2 separate regions of the Sus scrofa genome follow, and region 2 is linked to region 1. Evidence: chromatin contacts called from public Hi-C data. All regions are on one chromosome and are shown on one strand. Each heading gives the region's core, a stretch centred on a gene start, on an enhancer-like site or on the middle of the called end of the contact. The rest is flanking DNA. Distances are from core to core; before and after follow the strand shown.

The links. Hi-C and Micro-C count contacts between places; a contact is called where the count stands out from the background.
Region 2: a Hi-C map of embryonic fibroblasts shows a contact between it and region 1, with 2.8 times the contacts expected there. The contact joins the promoter of MRPS26 here to the promoter of UBOX5 in region 1. A contact is called at or near these places in 2 of 5 promoter capture datasets (fetal skeletal muscle and liver), 21 of 47 Hi-C or Micro-C datasets (adipose tissue, alveolar macrophages, blood and 12 more) and 2 of 2 datasets of contacts at active chromatin or transcription factors (alveolar macrophages and skeletal muscle).

The regions. Positions count from the first base shown.
Region 1 is chr17:32,518,997-32,526,095 of Sscrofa11.1, reverse strand. It overlaps UBOX5 (RING finger protein 37), which reads right to left and starts at 5,484. Exons shown (of 6, transcript XM_001925847.5): 1 at 5,350-5,484. FASTKD5 (FAST kinase domain-containing protein 5, mitochondrial) reads right to left here and starts at 5,471. Exons shown (of 2, transcript XM_021078352.1): 1 at 5,350-5,471.
Region 2 is chr17:32,628,003-32,634,871 of Sscrofa11.1, reverse strand. It overlaps MRPS26 (28S ribosomal protein S26, mitochondrial), which reads left to right and starts at 3,438. Exons shown (of 4, transcript XM_001924808.5): 1 at 3,438-3,691; 2 at 3,805-3,951; 3 at 4,036-4,159; 4 at 5,062-5,591. The coding sequence starts at 3,480. The coding sequence ends at 5,196. GNRH2 (progonadoliberin-2) reads left to right here. Exons shown (of 3, transcript XM_005672785.3): 1 at 1-2,085; 2 at 2,230-2,366; 3 at 3,158-3,444. The coding sequence starts at 1,929. The coding sequence ends at 3,196.

The sequences.
Region 1 (7,099 bases), core at 4,235-6,734:
AATAAAATAATATAAATTTTTAAAAAAGTATTAACTCCAGGGAAAACAAAAAATTTGTCAAGACAGAAAATGTTATCATATTGTACTCCCTGCTCAGCTTACATAATCTTACTAGTATAAACCTTGAATACCTGCCTAACCAAAAATCATGAGCAAACTATATTGGGAGGATGAGGGGAGGGGAATGGAGAAGGGGGATCAGGCACTGATATAAGAGACCTGGAGCATTGAAGTCCACAAGAAAGAAGTCAAAGAGTTTACAGACACAGATATATCCTAGAAAACAATAGCAACATAGGAGTTCCCATCGTGACTCAGTGGAAACAAATCTGACTAGTATCCCTGGGCATGCAGGCTTGATCCCTGGCCTCCCTCAGTGGGTTAAGGATCTAGCATTGCCGTAGGCTGTGGTACAGGTCACAGACGTGGCTCAGATCTGGTGTTGCTGTGGCTCTGGTGTAGGCTGGTGCTATAGCTCTGATTTGACCCCTAGCCTGGGAATCTCCACATGCACCAGGTGAGGCCCTAAAAAGCCAAAAAAAAAAAAAAAAAAATCAAGAAATAGTCACACAAATATAGTATTTAGGAGTTCCCCTGTTGTGCAGCAGATTAACGATCTGGTATTGTCAATGCAGCAGCTCGGGTCACTGCTGAGACAAGGGTTTGATCCCTGGCTGAGGAACTGCCACATGCTTCAGCTGTAGCAAAACAGAAAAAAAGAAATACACCAATGAAAGGAGTTCCTGGTGGTCTAGTGGTTAGGACTTGGTGCTTTCACTGTTGCAGCCCAGGTTCAATTCCTGGTCTTAGAACTGAGACCTTGGGAGTTCCTGTTGTGGCTCAGTGGTTAACAAATCCGACTAGGAACCATGAGGTTGCAGGTTTGATCCCTGGCCTCGCTCAGTAGGTTAAGGATCCGGCATTGCCGTGAGCTATGGTGTAGGTCGAAGACACAGCTTGTGGCAACACCAGATCCTTAACCCACTGAGCAGGGACCGGGATCGAACCTGCATCCTCACCAACACTATGTTGGGTTCTTAACCTGCTGAGCCACAATGAGAACTCGCCCCCGGAATTTTTTTAAATAACAAAAATAAAATACAGCAATGAATACCAAAAGAAACAGACAAATAGTTGAAAAGTAAGGAACAAAAGGAGTTCCGGTCGTGGTGCAGCAGAAATGAATCCGACTAGGAACCACAAGGTTGCGGGTTTGATCCCTGGCCTTGCTCAGTGGATTAAGGATCTGGCATTGCCGTGAGCTGCAGTGTGGGTCACAGATGCGGCTCAGATCTGGCGATGCTGTGGCTCTGGCGTAGGCCAGCAGCTACAGCTCCAATTAGACTCTCCTAGCCTGGGAACCTCCATATGCCGTGGGTACGGCCGTAAAAAAGGACAAAAGACAAAAAAAAAAAAAAAAAAAAGGGAACTAATATTGAGTGTCATAAGATCTGTTAAATTATTTAATTATGTGAACCATGTACATGTATAACTTTGAAAAAATGAACTTACAAAATGCATGTTCTAACAGGAAATTTAAGTATTCTTCAAGAAGACAATTAGTGGAGTTCCCATTGCGGCACAGAGGAAACAAATCCAACTAGGAAACAGGAGGTTTCGGGTTTGATCCCCGGCCTTGATCAATGGACTAAGGATCTGGCATTGCCGTGAGCTGTGGTGTAGGTCGAAGATGCCACTCAGATCTGGCATTGCTGTTGCTGTGGCTGTGATGTAGGCCGGCAGCTGTAGCTTAGATTGGACCCCTAGCCTGGGAACCTCCATATGCTGAGCATGCGGCCCTAAAAAGACAAAAGACCAAAAAAAAAAAAAAAAAAGACAATTCATGAATAAAAAATGCAATTTAAGTTCTCAAGGAAAATGCTGAAAGGTTATTTCTAGTGCAAGTACTTCCTACTGCCAGTAGAACTTCTTCATGGATGCCCAGTAAGAGAAACAATGATAAAATAAATAATCTTAGAGCCATTCAGAAAATGCAAATGGCAAAAGGTAGCTACTCCCTTTTTCACCACACAACTTTTAAGATAACTGTACAGACACCATACCTACATTTACAGATATGAGATATAACCACTTCAGAAGTTAGGTCTTAAGGAGCTCCCACAGTGGCCCACTGGGTTAAGAAACTGACTGCAGTGACTCGGGTCCTTGTGGAGGTGTGGTTCCAATCCCCTGTCCAGCACAGGGTTAAAGGAATCCAGCCTTGCCACAGTTGTGGTGTGGGTCACAACTGTGACTTAGATTCAATCCCTAGCCTGAGAACTTCCCTATGCTGTGGGTGCGATCATAAAATTAAAGCAAACAACAAAAAAAGAAGTTAGGTATTGAGTACTATGGAGAAGGAAAGGGAAGAAACTCAAGGAAGACAGAGAACCAGTAAAGCAAAAGAGTGGGGAGAAAATGCATGGCAAATGATGGGAGGTGAGGATGTGCTGTCAAGATGGAGAAAAAACACAGGAGGGTAAGGAGAGTTGGTACCTCCTTACTTAAGGACTCCCAGAGAATCCATAACAAAGCTGAAAAGAGACCATTATGAGAGGCCAAATCAGTAACTCCTGATGCCTTTTCTAAAGGTTCAAAGCGGTGTGTTATCCTCTCACAAAACCGTTTTCCTATTTTAAGTGCCCCAAGTATACCTTCTTCCCATCCCCTCTTTAGGGGTCCTAAAGAACAAGAATGGAGCCTCAGAGACCACTGGACCATGGCTATTTAGAAGGGTACTGCCCAAACCACCCTGAATGATGTGATTTCACAAGAGTGAGGAATCTTACCTTCCTACCTTCCAGGTACAGGTCTGAGCAAGGCTGAGTAGCTTCATTTTAAACTACAGTCCAGAAGGTAGGAGAGGGGAACCAGGTGGAGGAAGGCAGCCAAACTAACTAGAGATAAAGTATATGACACCCTCAGCATATTCAATTAACAATTACTGGAGATCATCCCTTAATTCTGGTTTGATTCCTTTGCTAAAAAAAATTTAACCCACTGATAAATCCCAATAAAATTGCCACAAACAAATGGATGCTTCAAACTCCATTTCTATCTTAGCAAAGAATGTGTTGAGCAGCCCCAATAATTAAAAAAAAAAAGGCAAAAAAACTAACTTCCTACAAAGTTAAGGAACTTTGTAACCAGGGGCTACAAAGCTTTAAAGCCCCCAGTGAAGGATTAGAGACTGACACTGGGGGGGCCTCATCTGTTAATGAGGATGCTAACTGGGCTAGACTCTTCTCTTCTGTGCTTCTGTTAAGCACAACCTACAAAAGAGGGGTCGGCTGCAACTAGGGAGGTAAAGCACTAGTGCAAAGGTGTTTAGGTCAAGGAAAGTACCCCCCACACAACTAAGCCAAACCAAAATCAAGTCTAACTGCTGATCCTCTCCATTTCCGTTCCAGTTTCCACACTTAGGGGAGAGAAACGAGTACATTACAATCATCTGTGGGGTTTTTTGTTTGTTTTTTAAGCTTACATAGCCCACTCCTTCTAAGACTCTGCTATCCCTCTATCAGAATGGCAAGGACCTGGGTTGATATAGTCTCAGAAGACCCCACAGATGAACCTGTTAGAACCACTGCTATTTTTTTTTTGCCACCCCCGCCCCTCCCCCATGGCATATGGAATTCCCAGGCCAGGGATCAGATCTGAGCCACGGCTGCAACCTCCGCCATAGCTGCAGTAACACCAGATACTTTAACCCACTATGCTGGGCCTGGGATGGAACCTGTGTCCCAGTGCGCCAGAGAGGGAACTCCAGAGCCACTGCTCGTAAAAGGTTTCATAAAACTCTTATCTGTAGGAGTTCCGCTGTGGCACAGTAGGTTAAGAATCTGACTTCGGCTGCCTGGGCTGCTGCTGAGTATGGGTTTGATCCCTGGCCTGGCACAGTGGGTTCATTGCCCCAGCTGTGGCATAGGTCGGATTCAGTCCCTGGACTGGGAACTTCCATATGCTTCAGGTGAAGCCATAAAACAAAAAACGCTACTTTTAGAAATTTCTGGGTACAACGGTAGAGAGCAGACACTCATGTCCTCTCAGCCCATCTAAATGGGACTATGAGAAGACTGACAAAATCCAGACAGGTAAAGTATCTGCACCCAGAATCATGTGAAAAAAATTCCAAATTAACAGTCCAAATATCTATCACTGTTAGCATAACCAAACATTTGGTTGTATCTGCTTTCCTAGATTTGCAAGGCCACATAGTATTCAGAATTCCTTGGTATCAAAGCTGACTTATATGCATGATGAATGGCAGAGCCTTGTTGGGGACCAGAAAAAATAAACCAATGAATGGGGCAGAAAGCCACACTGACAAATAAATTAAATCTGCATAACTGCCAAAGGCCTCAGATATATTATGCAGCACAGAGTCTCTGATTTTCATTTTGGTCTCCCAGGCAGCAGCTTCATCTCAGGCTTGCCCAAGGCCATTCACATTAGGGAGTCACAGAACCTCGTTCTGGAAAAGTGACTGTTCTTATCATTCACAAAGTGTGAGCAAAGTGCAGAAAACATGAGTTCAGATTCCAGCAGCAAATTACTAAAACACAAAACATTAGCCATGCTGGTGCTAAAGCGCTGGGCTCCAGCTCCACAGTCCAAGTGAGTGGGCAGTGAAGCATCACCTGAGGAAGCCCATGAACATAACTGGTATGAAGAGGGCCCCAAGCTCCATGAGTCAGGACAGAAGAGCTGTGTCATGATTTGTATGGAAGGAGAAAAGACAGTTGTTTTTCTTATCCCTAGAAAGAAAAAAAGGAAGAGGGCTAAAAATACCACCCTTAGGCTTGTGCAATCAGAAACTGTTAAAAAATGGGTTTAAGTGCATACACTGTATTGATATTTATTTAAGACTCAACCTGTCGCAGGTACTAAGCGAATATCGCGGGGCCTTTGCTGCTCAAAGCGCGGGCTGCGGAGCAGTGGCCTCAGCCTCACCTGGAAGCTGGTGAGAAACGCAGAATCGCAGGCCTCATCTCAGATTTACATACAAAATCAAAATCTTCAGATCCCCAGGTGATGCGCATGCATATGAAGTATAGTAAGAGGAGCCGCTGAGCATCTCACTACATTCTCACAACAGACCAGGGGGGCGAGTACTGCCATTACCTCCGTCTCATAGCGGGAAAAAAAATCGAGGTTCTGGTAAGACGTTTGGGCAAGGTCACAGGACTCCGGGTCGCCGATGTTCTCCCTAAAGCCGGGCCTGCGACAGCCTGGGCCGGGAAGCACCGCGCCCGGCCTCCGCGCACGCCCGGTGCCGAGAGGCGCTGGCCAAGGCCCACGTCGGCAGAGAGCGCCGCTACGACCTCCTCCCCGGCCGCCGCCACTCACCTGAGCCTGGCAAGCGCCGGCGCTGCAACACCAGACCCCACTCCCGCAGACGGCGGCTCCGCGGCCACTTCTTCGGCTACACCTGGGCCTCACAGCTCCACTTCCGGCCAAATGCCCGCTACTTCCGGCCGCTACGTGAGCGACGGGTGCGGCCAAGGCTCAAAACTCTTTCAGCGTTTCCCAGGGACGTTCCCTAGCGTCTCCCAGAGATTCTGCGGAAGGACGTTGCTGAAGAGACAAGGGGAATCCAAGACCTGAGGAGAGGAAACACCACCGTGGATGGACCGCTCTGGAAGTTACCGAATAGCCTAAACACAGGTTCGAATCTCAGATCGCTACTGAGAGTTTTATGGCTTTGGGGAAGTCACGTAAATCCTCTAAGCCAAGTTTCTCATCTGTATAATGAGGTAATCATGCATTTATAATAGAGATGTATCTACAAAGTGCTCTCAGGAGGAGAGTTAGTGATGGATAGAAGATTACCCTGTTAGGGGAAATGGATGTGAGGAGCTGAATAAGGAGGCCAGAGCTTTGACAGATGAACCCAGGTGATCTTCCACCTCCCCAAGAAGGCGGGGGCGGGGGCGGGGGCCTTCTTTCCTCCTGAGTGGGTATGGACAGCTAGGCAAGGAAGAGACACTCGAGACTTTCCAGGAGGACTTGACCCCAGACAGCCGTTCCTAGGCGCACTGGAGACTGCTGATCAGGGTGGTCACACCTTGTCTGTGCCTTGGCTGCTGGTCCGCCCATCCTGAGGGAACCTGAGAAATGGTGCTTCCTCCAGGGAACCATCTTGATGGGGAGACAAAATCAATTGTAGGAAGGACACTTCCTTGCAAGGAGGGGCAAGCTTGGCATCTCAATACCTAAGCTCTGTGGAGGACACTGTTTGGGACACCGCTGCTTGGAGAGGGTTCTCTCACTTGGGCCAGACCAGGGCAAACACTGGGAGTTGCCGATTTATGACTCTGTCCTTGCCGTCAGAACCCAGAGCGCCCAGGAGATGAGATGAACCGTAATTGCTCCTAGGCAGCCATAACAATCCTGATCGTCTTTGCCAAATACTCAATTTCCCAGCCTCCCTTGAAGTGGGAAGAGCCTATGACTCAGCTCTAGCCCACAAAATTTAAAGGGAACGGTGCTGTGGAACTTCTGGGAAAGGTTTTACTTTCATGATACAGTGCTGCTGCCTCATTCACTTCACAGAGCTGTGGCTGCCGCCTTGTGGTAAAGAGGGAACAATGTGCCACAGATAGTGTAGGAAGGCAAGAAGTCTAGGTCCTTAATGAACCAAGCCCTGTGACACTATTGATGCCTATGTTCAGACTTTTTATCAGGTGAGGATGAATAAACCACTCTTTGAGGTCCTGTAACTCAGGCTGCATTACTTGTAGCAGAGTACATTCTTGCTTGGGGAGCTTCATGAGGATGAGCAAAGGAATGATCATAAAAATCTGCTCCCTCCTTGAAGCACACTTGGGTCCCTTCTGCCTTTGGGGCCTCACCACTAATTACAAATTGGTTCTTACTGCTAATTACAAACATTTCACGTCTGTGTTCTGCCCTCAGACTTCAGCTCATCACTGTAGGGTGGCTCAGGATGCTGCAGGCTGCATCTGGTTCTGTAGCCTCCCCTGCCTTCTGGCCAACAGCCTGGTATCCAGTTTTATATATATATATGTATTTTTTTTTTTTTGGCCTTTTTAGGCCATACTTGCAGCATATGGAGATTCCCAGGCTAGGGGCCTAA
Region 2 (6,869 bases), core at 2,189-4,688, 110 kb before region 1:
CTCTTTCAAAATAAATACCAGGGCCTTTGAATAAAATTCTGTAAACCCAAACCAAAACTGAGATAGTTTACTGAACCCAAAGAATCATTTTCACTAAACCACAAAGCAAATGTTTTCCTAAAAATTACTTGGTTAACCAGTGCATGAAGGGACAGTCTTTCTCAAAATAATTTAACTGATCACATAGTCCATTCATTCCCAGTGAGTCAGTCTGGAAATTCACATGTACCTCCTGCCTGAGCAGCTGAAGTCTAGGTGCCCGAGACCAACTGTAATGCCTGTTATGCCATCCCCTCCCCCATCTCTGCCACAGGCTCTAGCACACCTGCTCTCCCAATGATTGCCCATCATGATGCCCAGCCCAGCACCAGCCCTTTGTGTTTGCTGTTCAAATTGCAGTCCAAAAGCAGAAATTGGCTATTAACCCTGTAAACTGGCCTCTGCCCCCAGAGACTGATCACTGACGTTAGAAAGCTGAGCTGACGCAGATGAGAGCCTCTTTGTAGCATTTCAGGGCACCCGTACCCAAATCCATGAATGTGGTCCTGGGTTGAGCACAGGATGGGGAGGGATCGGAACCTTCAGGGGCCAAATTATTCCTACCTCCTGCTCATAGACCCACAGAGGCTACGCCACCCCCTTAACATGGGCTGGCTGGAAGGAGAGAGAGGCCCCAGCATGTCTGCTTCCACCTGGAGTGCCCCAGCCCTGGCGCCCAGATGTGCAGATGAGGACCATGCCCACAACCCCTTTTACAGGTGGCAAACAGGCCCACAGGAAGGGTAATCACTCCCCAGACCTTTTAACAGGCCTCTTAGGCCCCCCTGATTGTATCGGGGAGTGCCCTGAGCTAGTGGGACTCAAGGAGACCCCAAGCATTGCCTCTCAGGGCCACAATTTTGGGGGTCAGAGAGGGGTCTGAAGGCTTTCTGAGGACCTAAGGGCAGGAGCTTGAGAATGCAGTCAGGAAAGTGGGGAGATGAGACTTCAGGAGCCAGGCTGAAGCAGCAGTCCTCTGACCAGACCTCTGAGACGTGAGGAGGGAGCATCTATCTGGTGACCCCAGGGCCAGCAGCTATGCATATGCTGAGATGGGAAGGGGGTTGGTGGTGAGCTGCTCCCCCTCCCCTCTTTGAGACGTCACTGGCGTCCATGGGGGTGGAACTGCTTGATCCATAAAGCCTGGGGCCGACTGGCTGGGTTCCGCTGCAGCCTTGGAGAGCCACCTCAAGGAGCCACTTCATCCACAGCTCTCCCTTGGTGAGTGAAAAGGCTGCCCTCCCCAAGGGCTGGGGTTCCAGGACGGAGTTCCATTCTGGGTGCATGGCACCCTGGTCCTCTTCCCCATCCCTCTACCCCTGACCCATGCCTAGAGAAGCCCCCTGTCCCGCTTCTCTCCCCAACAACGCTATTCCTGTGCCTGCTGCCCTTCCCTAGCGTGAGAGGAGCAAGGGGTAGGAAGCGCTTGCCCCTGTAACCACCACACATGCATTCCACATCCCTAATTGCCATGAAACCCACAGACAAAAGGGGCAAGGGGTCTGTCAATCAGGTCCCCAGCACAGGGTGCCCAAGTACCCCTACATTGCTGCATGTCTCTTGGAGAACTCCCCTGACCAGAGTCTGTTCCCCCTCTCCCTACTTCTCTCTCCTGGAATCCCTGAAGGGAGAAAAGGTGGGCCTGACCTCCTGGGGAGGGCCCTCTGCTGGCAAAGCTGGGAGGAGTCTCTTTCCCAGGAGACCTCGAGGGTCTGGACCCCTGTAGTCTGGGATGAGGAGCAATAGCAGAAGGGAGGACATTAGGAAATGCTAAAGCTGCCCCCGAAGTGCCAGTTGTCCAAAGGGACCTTGGAGGAAGATGAAGGGGGTGTGTATGGGGGTGTCAGACTCCTTGAGCGCTGTCCACTGTCCAGGGGGGCAGCCCTGCCATGGCCAGCTTTGGGCTAGGCCTCCTGCTGCTGCTGCTGCTGCTGACCACACATCCTGGATCCTCAAAGGCTCAGCACTGGTCCCATGGCTGGTACCCTGGAGGAAAGCGAGCCTCCAGCTCATCCCAGGAACCCCAGCATGCTCCTTGGCTCCCAGGTGGGTTGAAGGATCTCAAGTGGGAAGAAGAAGGTGCTGGCTGGGGCTCCTTTGCCTACCTTGAACCTTGGCACACACGCGGGGGGAGGGGGTGCTGAGGGGGTTAGGCTGCAGCCTTCTAAGGAAGGGTTCTGGGCACTGCAGCAGGCAGCCCAGGCCAAATTGCTCATAGCCTCCCAAGCAATGCCCTGGCTCCCCCTGAGGACACTGTACCCTGGGAGGGCAAGACCATGGTCCAGTGGCTTCTCCGTGGGAAGCAGCACCTGGTGCAGAAACTGCTGGTAAGTAGGGCGCAAGGCCCCCAGCACTGGCCAGGGAGGGGTTGGGGATGGAAGGAACAAGATACCACTGAGATATCCCTTGGCCCAGCTATTGGTGCCACGTGCTATTCAGTACCCCCAAATCTAGACAGTTTATGATGAGATAATATGTTAGATTAAAGCAAATGAGTTACTAGTGGAGTAGGAGGTAACTACTAAAAACCTCCATAAATAAGACAGTGGCAGTAATGAGGTTCCCCAGACTTCTTGACAGTCTGGAGAAACCACTGTGTCTCCAGGTGCGCAGGCCGGCAGCCAGTGGAAAGTGAGGGGTGCGACCTTACACTTAGCTGTAGGGCCCTGAAAACCAGCTGGTTACTGATAGCTGCACTAGGAATGACTCAAGAGCTCCCCAAGGCCAATAGCGAAAAACAAGTGTAGGGAGGTGGTTTATTACTGTCTTGCAAATTGTATTTTAAAGTGCCCCTTGGGAGCATCTTAACTAAAGGAGAAAGATAAATTCCTGTAAGGCAGGCAAAACCTTATCCCCAAATATAAGCTGGTAGGAGCTCAGGTTTAAGGTGAGCTACACCTCCACGCCTACGAAGCTGGAGAACCTGCACGCTGTGTCCTCTAGGAGGCAACAGTGCATCCGCAAGAAGTGGGAGTGGGGAACACCCGCCGGCCGGCGGCCGATCCCACGCAGCTGGGCCTAGTCGGGACGGGAAGGAAAGGAGGGCGTGGGCAAGGCCTCAGCTCCGCGGTCAGATGACCAGAGCGTCCAGTGGAATGACCGCCCCTTCCTCCCACAGACCCGACCACGACCGCTGCGCCCCGCTGCCCTCCAATAAAGGTGTGAAGTTTCCTGAGTTTTTGCATCTTCTTTCGTTTGTCCCCTCTCTTCCACCCCTACTGACAGCCATTCCCGCGTGTGGCTGGAGAGACGCGGGCCGGGGACATGGGGCGGGACTGGACCCAGCAGGGAGGACACAGCAGGCGAGAGCAGCCTGAGGTGTCAGCGGGCTCCTGAGGGTGGGGGTAGAGTCGCCGGACTACATGTCCCGTGGTGCTTCGCGCGCCACTTCCCGGCACCCATGAAGCCTTGCGGCTCGCCGGAGGCGGGGAGGCCTCGCCATGCTGCGCGTGCTGGGCGGCCTGGGTGCGCGGCCTGCGGGCCGGCTCCCGGCCCCGCTTCTGCTCCCCACGCGCGGCCGCAAGACCCGCCACGACCCGCCGGCCAAGTCCAAAGCCGGGCGCGTGGCGACTCCGCCCGCGGTGGATCCTACGGAGTTCTTCGTGCTGACCGAGCGTTACCGCCAGTATCGCCAGACGGTGCGCGCGCTCAGGTGTGTGCGACGGAGGGGGCGGCGGCCGTCGTCGCTGTCCGGCGTGTGTGTTGGGGCGGGCGAGCGAGCGGGCGGGCGAAGAGAGTGCCAATTTTGGGCGCGTCTCCGCCCAGGCTGGAGTTCATGTCCGAGGTGCGCAAGAAGCTGCATGAGGCCCGGGCCGGGGTCCAGGCAGAGCGCAAGGCGCAGGAGGACGCGGCTGAGCATCGCGAGCTGATGGCTTGGAACCAGGCGGAGAACCAGCGGTTGCACGAGCTGCGGTGAGTGGGGCGGGGCGGGGCCGCCTGGCCTGTCAGGAGACTCCCCCCCAGCCCCGCTCAGCCTCGGCTTCTCACCCCTCCCAGGCTGGCCAGGCTGCGGCAGGAGGCCCTCGAGCAGGAGCGGCGGCAGGCCGAGGAGGCTGTCCTGCAGGCCCGAGAGGCGCAGGCCTGGGCGCAGCTCAAGGAGCAGGAAGTGCTGCAACTGCAGGTGGGTCCCGTCTCCCGAGGGTGGGGCTGCAGGCCAAGAACTCCGCAGGTTTGGGGGGGGGGGGCCTCTAACTACGTGCAGAGTGGCTTTGAGTCTTGAGAGGGGAGTAGCAGGTGAGGCTTTAGGAGAGAAGCAGGGCAGGGTGAGTGTCTGTCAGACACAGAAACCCGAAGGTGAGAGTTGACATTGCATTGTTCCCTAAGAAGTTTGTTTTTTGCCATAAGGGTAAAAAAGTCACTGAGGGATTAAACGTTCTGGGCTCGGATGTCACATGTGGGACTTAAGAGCAGGGAGACCAGTTAGAAGTAATCCAGTGTGGAGTTCCCGTTGTGGCTCAGTAGTTAATGAACCCAACTAGTATCCATGAGGATGGGTTCGATCCCTGGCCCTGCTCGGTGGGTTAAGGATCCGGGGTTGCCGTGAGATGTGGTGTAGGTCGAAGATGCGGCTCGGATCCAGCATTGCTGTGGCTGTGGTGTAAGCTGGCAGCTACAGCTCCGCTTTGACCCCTAGCCTGGGGACCTCCATATACCTCAGGTGCAGCCCCAAAAAAACAAAAAAGAAATGACCTAGCAGGAATGGATGAGATTTAAATTATAGAGGGAGAAGGTCAGTTTGAGAGAAATTGAGAGACCCAGGCAGCACTGAGGGACTGATTCCACCCAGTGGATTGTCACAGCTGGTGTACCTGGGTTTTGGGCAGTCTCCAAGGCATGGTTATCTAAGAAAGCTGAATGTGGCCAAGCTGCCTGATGTTCTTCACTCGAAAGTCAGTGGGGCATTCAAAGGACCTGGACCAAACACCTTTCCCACAGGGGAGCTGGAGCCCCGCCTTCAGTGGGCTAAAGCCAGCAGGTGTGTGCTGGGAGCTCCCATTCAGCTGTCTTTCTCTCTTCCAATAGGAGGAGGCAAAAACCTTCATCACTCGAGAGAACCTGGAGGCACGGGTGGAAGAAGCATTGGACTCCCCAAAGAGCTACAACTGGGCCATCACCAGAGAGGGGCTGGTTGTCAGGCCCCAGCAAAAGGGCTCATAAGGACCCAATAAGGACAGTGCCCACCCAGGAACCATTGTGTGTTGAGGGGCGGAGGGATTGGAGTGTCGTACCTGATCTGGAATAAAGCAGTTGGTGTTTCTTATGAAGGAGGAGGCTCTACGGATTCCACTGCAGCCCTCACTTTGGGCCTTAACACCCACCAATTGGTTAGAAATTCCCTCACACAGTGCCCTGTTCCATACCCATGTATGATTCTCAGCCAAGCACCAGACCTTAGAAGTTTCCATCTTACAGAGGAGCAGGTTAGGCCATAGTCCCCTTAGGCAGCCAGGTCATCTCCTGAGTATCATCAAGGACAGTGGTTGGCAAACTGCAGTCCATGGGCCAAATCTGGCCCATTACTTCTTTTTGTAAATAAAGTTTATTGGCACAGAGCTACACTTAGTCATTGACTGTTTTCACACTACAATGGCAGCGATGAGTAGTTATAGCAGAGATCATGTGACTTGCAAAGTCTAAAATACTGTTATATGACTTCTTAGAGAAGTTTGCTGACACCTTGATCTAGGGCTCTCAGGCTTCAACTGGGAGCAGGTAACAGGCACAAAGTAACCATTGGCCGAAGTGCTGTTTCTGCTTGACCCTGGGTTTTACGGGCCAAGGTCTTATGTGCCCAGGACACACAGGCAAGAAGATCCCATTTTTCTGGTGGTCTCTCCACCTTTGACTTCAGTGACTGCATTTACCCTGGCAGTGCCGTTTTAGACCACACACCAGCCTGGTGATGGCAGGGTCTTGGTTCACCTTGATAAGGTCAGTGTGACTTAAGCACTTGGAGCAAACTCTATGGATACTAGAAGTACTTGTGATTAAAGCTCAGCTCCATGGCCCTGATTCAGATGCAGGCCCTCAAGGAACATCTAGGATCAGGAAGAGAAATGTTTCTCTGAGCCAGAGCTTAATGTCTCTTTGCCATCATTCACTGGAACTTGGCCAGATAACACCAGAGGGAAAAACAATCTAGTTTCTTTCCCTAATTCCCATGTTGTGGATGGGGTCTTAGACCCTCAAGAATGAAAACCCTTTAGGGAATACATGCGGACGGTCCCTCACATTCAAGCAGGGAAGCAGGTAATAGAGGTGCAAAAGCAAAGGGCCAGTGTTTATCATAGTGCCTGGGACCCATTCCCCAAGCCCTGCACCCTGAGAGCAGTGGCCTCCCTCCTCAGGCTGGTAATAACTTCCCTGGCACTGAGCCCAGGTGTAGCTCAGTGGAGTCCTGGATTTCAGGTGCTCAGCATAATTTCTGGGGTGAAAGCCAGTAGGCACACATTGTGGTTTGTTGTGAGGAGTGAGCCATCTGGTGGTACCCTGCAGTGGAATGGAAGCCTTGCGTGAGCTTTCACATGGGACATGGGGCTTGTTTTGGAAAGACAAGTTTTATTCTTGCCAAGTCCCTGCCTCTCTGTCAGGAAGCAGACAAGGTGTCTGTCCTCAGGTACAGGAGACCAGTGTCATACCTTCTTGAAACTAGTTTTTCCTTCACTAGTGCCCTGCATGGGGCTATAACTCCTTAGCATTCACTGCTGATGCCAGTATATCATGCAGAGCCACCTGTAAACCAACCTTCAACATTTTTGTTGTCCATCCATAGCCATCTTACTGGTTCAGGCACAAATAGTCAGTTTACTAGTACCTTCAGCATTAACTCA